Regions from separate parts of the Sus scrofa genome. Here region 2 is linked to region 1. Evidence: chromatin contacts called from public promoter capture Hi-C data. All regions are on one chromosome and are shown on one strand. The core of a region is the stretch at or near the end of the contact, and the rest is flanking DNA. Distances in the headings are between cores, read along the strand shown.

Evidence for each region. Promoter capture Hi-C pulls out the DNA fragments that hold promoters and counts their contacts.
Region 2: a contact with region 1 is called in a promoter capture Hi-C map of liver, with 2.8 times the contacts expected there. The contact joins the promoter of DLX2 here to the promoter of HAT1 in region 1. A contact is called at or near these places in 1 of 5 promoter capture datasets (liver), 2 of 47 Hi-C or Micro-C datasets (embryonic fibroblasts and heart right ventricle) and 1 of 2 datasets of contacts at active chromatin or transcription factors (alveolar macrophages).

Annotation. Positions count from the first base shown.
Region 1 is chr15:78,020,895-78,023,653 of Sscrofa11.1, reverse strand. HAT1 (histone acetyltransferase type B catalytic subunit) reads right to left here and starts at 1,507. Exons shown (of 12, transcript XM_003483674.4): 1 at 1,406-1,507. The coding sequence starts at 1,412. SLC25A12 (calcium-binding mitochondrial carrier protein Aralar1) reads left to right here and starts at 1,724. Exons shown (of 18, transcript XM_021075518.1): 1 at 1,724-1,854.
Region 2 is chr15:78,202,949-78,205,774 of Sscrofa11.1, reverse strand. It overlaps DLX2 (homeobox protein DLX-2), which reads left to right and starts at 1,511. Exons shown (of 3, transcript XM_003133477.4): 1 at 1,511-2,258; 2 at 2,754-2,826. The coding sequence starts at 1,862.

The DNA.
Region 1 (2,759 bases), core at 258-2,757:
GGCTACCCATCAACGTAATAACAATTAACAATGGAATAAATCATCATCAAGAGAAACTTTCAAGCAACAATGACAGTAAATCACCTGAATGATCACAAAAATTAGGGAAAATTCAGGAAAAAAAGGTGATGAGCAGAAATAAAAAAATGGGGTACAATGACACACCATAAACCTCAGTAATTGAATAAAAGCACATACCCAGAACATGGGCAACACCTGAAGCAAAATAGATAAACGGTTTGGAGTCAATTGTTTGATTCAAACCAGGCTCCACCATTTACTTACTAGATCTGTGAACTACAACACATTAGTTTTCTTCTCCGACCCCAGTCATAAATATTAGTTTAATCCTCATAATTCTATAAGACAAGTAGCTACTATATCAGCCCCATTTCATACTCAAAAGCTCAGGCTTTTAGAAAGAGATCCGGTTGCTTAAAGGGCACCCAATTACCAAATGGCGGGGCTGAGATTCAAATTTAGGCATAATTCTTATAATAGGTATACCCTGTGCAATACACATCCCCCCAACTCTGTTACTGCACCAGTATATCCCCAAATCCTACAGTCTCTATCTGGTAGAAGAGCCCTTCCTTAAACTTCTGCAGAGCTCATCATGCCTGTCAATCCAGCACATCCATGAAAGTGTACTGAGACTACTATGAAGGCACGGGGTAAAAACTAACTTGAAAAGATATGTAACTGGGGGGAAAAAGCAAATACATCAAAACAGTCTTAATACACGTAAAAAATAACGGAATTATTAATTTATAGAATAAACACAAGAGAATCATAACAGGCGCACCCTAAAAGAGAAGTTTAGATGAAGGAAGAATGCGAGAATCACCTTTCTCAAAGGAAATCTAAATAGATCCTAGGAATACTAAGGTGTGAGAGATTAAGGAGACCATAACGAGACAATCAAGATTCAAATGAGAGCCTCAAGTCAGGGCAAGGCAGCAATGCAGTAGCACAGAAGCTGACTGTAGCGGAAGGTGGAGGGAGAACTGGAAAAAGAGGGTCTGAGCATTAAAGTCAGCTGGCGGGAACAGAACCAGACCAGTAGCAGAGGCAGCAATGGGCAAGGGGAACAAGAAGAAAAACAGGCCTCCAGGCATCTGGCACCTTACAAGCTCAATCGCGACGCTTCCTCCAGGCCTTTTTGGCCCCCGCAGGCGCCGAATTCCCCCCAGAAGGCGCAAAACCCAGAGCCGTTGGGGGCGGGGGCACGAACCTCGGAGACAAGGAGCTAGGCTAAGAGTTCCGCGCTTCAAGGCTAAAACAGGCCTTCTAGAACCCAGGCTAGAGCCCGAAAGTTCCAGGCGGGCACTGTCACCACCGTCTCGGCGTTCTTTCCCAAACCTGCCCTCCCCCTCCCCTTGGTAAACTTTTCCCGGGAACTTACCCGCCATTTCCGAGCTGCGAGCACCCGCGGCCGAGGTAGGACGAATCAACCCGCGCGCTCCCTGGCCGGAAGTGAGCGCACTTACTGACGCATTTCCCCCGCCCACCCTTGGCAGGTCGCTGGCCAATGAGAGGAGGACGTTTGAGGCGCGGCAGGGCGGAAGCCCCTCGAGAGGCGGGGCTAACGCCGCCGGGGAGGCTCCGACGGTTGCCTAGCCACCGCGAGCTCCACCAGCCCATTTGCAGGCCTGAATTGGGGGCGGGGGCTGCAAAGGGACGTTCTCTGCTGAGGCGCTCGCGGCTCGAGGAGTTTCTTTGGTGTTGATTTGAGTAATATACATACCTTATGGCTGTTTTCTGTTCCTCCCTAATGATGTTTTGGAGACTGGTAGAAAAACTTTCCCTTTGGCCTGGACAGTAGATCACAGCACCTGAGCCCTAGTTTTACAGGTAAAATATAGGGATTGAGTTTTACTTGTGGGAGAAATTTTCAGTTGTTTTGTGTATTCCTGTTTTTGCCAGAAATACTTATTTAACATCGTTTTTCTTTTCTCTCATGTTCTTTTAACAGTATGTACACAGGGTGATATTTAGGTACTTGTCTTTCACTTTTTAAGATTATTAGGCAACAGTTTAGTGCACCGAAATTGCTACCTAATAATATCTCAGGTTACCTGTTCTGGTTCTCCATGTTTCGAGTCCTCGTGGCCTAAACCACATCACAGGATGCTGCCTGATTTGGACCATACGATTCGTTAGTATTTAGTAACTGCTGAAAATATTTGACCCAGGGAATAAAACACTGTTTAGGTATCCAAAAATACTCCCACAATGTTGTCTGTGTACAAAATGCCTTGTCTCAAGAATATTGGTTAATAGGTTTTATAATGATATACTATAACTAAAGTGGACCCTTGGGATGATAATCTAGAACTAATGCACTCCCTCATTTTAATGATGAGGAAACTAAAGCCCAGAAAAGAGAAACTACCCAAATTCACACTCAATATACAGCTTGCACCAGAGCCCAGCTCTCAGGATGCTCAGCTCAGCATTTGACTACATGGAGCCAGCCCTCCTGAAGATAAAGATCAGAAAAGATACTGAGAATGCACAGATCCTTTTCCTTTAAACCTTAATGTTAAGAAAACTGAAATCAGTGTCGCTAATGACATTATGGATCAAAAAGGAGAACAATTTTTTATATAAACACATTTCAAAAATGGCAAGCTTCATTTTTTCCAAAACTTATTTGTAGATAAGTCAATAGCTGACAAGCATTTATGATCCTTAAAATAAGAAATCAAGAGGTGAGCTCTCATTATGAAAGGAACCCGATGAGGATCCATGAGGAC
Region 2 (2,826 bases), core at 262-2,761, 180 kb before region 1:
CCAAAAGGAAGACTAAGAACTAAATCTGGAAGATTTGAAGGTGGATTACCACCTCACTATTCTGCAGAGAGTGTTCTGTGTGGATGCTGGAGTTTTAATTACACACTTGCTTTTTCTGGGGAAGAAAACCAAAGATGATATTTTTCAAAGTATCAACTTGTTTTCCATTAGGCAGTTGTTGTAACAAGTTCTTTCAGCAAAATGTTATGTCTTTAGAAAGGGGTGCTTCAGATGGTGCGCACTAGCACAATTTTGTGGCTTTTAATTACTATTTTGTTCTTTTGGGGTGTTTCAAAGACTGGCGCCTAGGCGTGATTAAACCGTCTACTGGTCCCGCCGCAACCACAAACACCTCCACCAGGTGGCGCCACAAGGCAGGAACTGCGGAGTTCAGTAAAGTCGAGAGTTCTTCCACTCTGGGCCATGATTCCCAATCACCAGGTAATAGAGATAGAGAGGAGGTCGACACTTGAGACTTAAAAGAGGAAATTGCGATGATAGGGCAAAACATGGTCCTAAAGTGAAAAAATTGTAAAAACAGGGTTAAGTGCGAGAGATAAAACTTTTCTATTTGTTTCTGTAAACGTACCAAGTTTTGTAGCATCGAGATGACTCTCTCACTGAAAAATTATCCCATTTCCTTTTTCGTAAAAACGTGGAATTATAAAGTTAGAATGTACTTTGAAGGCCATCTGGTCAGTTTAGTCTAGCTTTCCTATAGAGGAAATCCTCAGGATCGTTTTATCAGTTGTCAATTAGCCACCAGATACACGTAATTACTCTGAGTCTCTGCATGTCAGAAAAGTACAAGGGAAAACGGTTTCAAATATATCATTAGCAATAACCTTAATAATAAGAGCAACCTTTGAATTTATATAGCTTTTCTCTCAAACGACAAGGAAAATAGTTTAAATAGTATCGAATTAATTGTCCTAATATCTCTGTGGGTCGGTTAGGAAGCAGGTATTATCCGTAGTTTATGGATAATTTAAATCAAATCAATTGGCTGGAGTGCAGAGTGGCTGAAAATAGTAAACACCAGACCCTTTGAGGAAAAGCGGAGCTAGAGCTGGCTGGGCTTTCGACACTGCTTTCCTTTAATTAATGTTGGAAAGCTGACCTCGGACATGAAGGTACGAATCACTGGAATTGGTTGGCACTTGTACGCAGAATGGAATGGGAGACCCCAATTTCCTCTTCCTCTGAGGCGAAATGCCGGTCTCCATCTTCACGCCTTATGACCTCCTGAAGCTGGCCACCCTGACTCCCCACCGCCCCCACTCCACTCCTCGCCCAGTAAGTCATATTCAGCAGCCGCCAGTCTGCACCCAAGACCAAGGCAGCAGCAGCGCCCGCACAGTGACACTGCCCCCCCCCCGTCGGGTGTTCCTGGGCGCCCTTAGATTCGCGGCCCGGCGCTTTCGATTGGCTGTTGCTAGGTGACGTCGCCTGAGCTCACGTGACGAGTGTTAAATGCCCACCCTGCAGGAGCCCGCCCCGCAGACAATCGTAAAGCAGCTCCCGGCAGCTCACCTGCTCCCACCTCCCGGAGCCCTGGCCAGGCCCCGCCACCCCTGCCCCCTCCACTGCCCGCCCCCTGCCCGAGCCCGCGCGGGGCAAAGGACCGAGCGGCCCGAGAGGCGGAGAGAGGATGCGGCCCGCGGCAGCTGTCCAGAGCAGTGCACGGTGATCGCCTCCCCCGGAGGAGGAGTTGCCTAGACCATTGCTACATTTCTTGTTTTCCTCCCCCCTCCCCCACTGTAATTACATTGGCTGCTGGAGGGGACTGCGAGAGACGGAGGAGGCGCCTCACTACCCCCCTCGCGCCCGCCACCCCGGCTCTTTCCCGTCCCGGGCCAGGATGACTGGAGTCTTTGACAGTCTGGTGGCTGATATGCACTCGACCCAGATCACGGCCTCCAGCACGTACCACCAGCACCAGCAGCCCCCGAGCGGCGGCGGCGCTGGCCCCGGCGGCAGCAACGGCAGCAGCCTCCACAAGCCCCAGGAGTCGCCCACCCTCCCGGTGTCCACAGCTACCGACAGCAGCTATTACACCAACCAGCAACACCCAGCGGGCGGCGGAGGCGGCGGTGGGGGCTCACCCTACGCGCACATGGGTTCCTACCAGTACCACGCCAGCGGCCTCAACAACGTCCCTTATTCAGCCAAGAGTGGCTACGACCTGGGCTACACCGCCGCCTACACCTCCTACGCGCCCTACGGGACCAGTTCGTCCCCGGCCAACAACGAACCTGGTATGCGTGGTTGACATCTAGGGTGCAAAGTCGGTCTGGTTACTGGGATGGGTGGGATAAAAATGATTGGGGCAGGGGTCCATCCGGAGCCCTCGCCTTTCACTCTGCCGGCTCCCCGCTCGCCCCTCGCCCTTTACCTCCTCAACTTCCAGTCGGCCGAGGATCACTGGGTATGTCCCTCGGTACTCAGTTTGTGGGACCAGGTCGCCTCGGCGGCCGAATGGGTGCACTGTGCATGCCTCGGTAACCTCATTTCCTTACCACCTGCTGCTCTTTTCTCCCGCTTTTGCTCCCGTCCTCCCTTCCCTGGAGGAGCTAGCTCCCTGGTTTGGTGGCGGCATGGGTCCGCCCATGGCGAAGTTGTGCCTGAGCGCCGCAGAGCGTCCCCAAGAACCCGCCTCCCAGCTTAGGCCAGGTTCCACGCTCCCCTCCTGGCGGGCGGGAACTCCTGGGCTCCCCTGATCGCGCGGTTCTCATGATTCCGCTTCACTGCAGAGAAAGAGGACCTCGAGCCTGAAATCCGGATAGTAAACGGGAAGCCAAAGAAAGTCCGGAAACCTCGAACCAT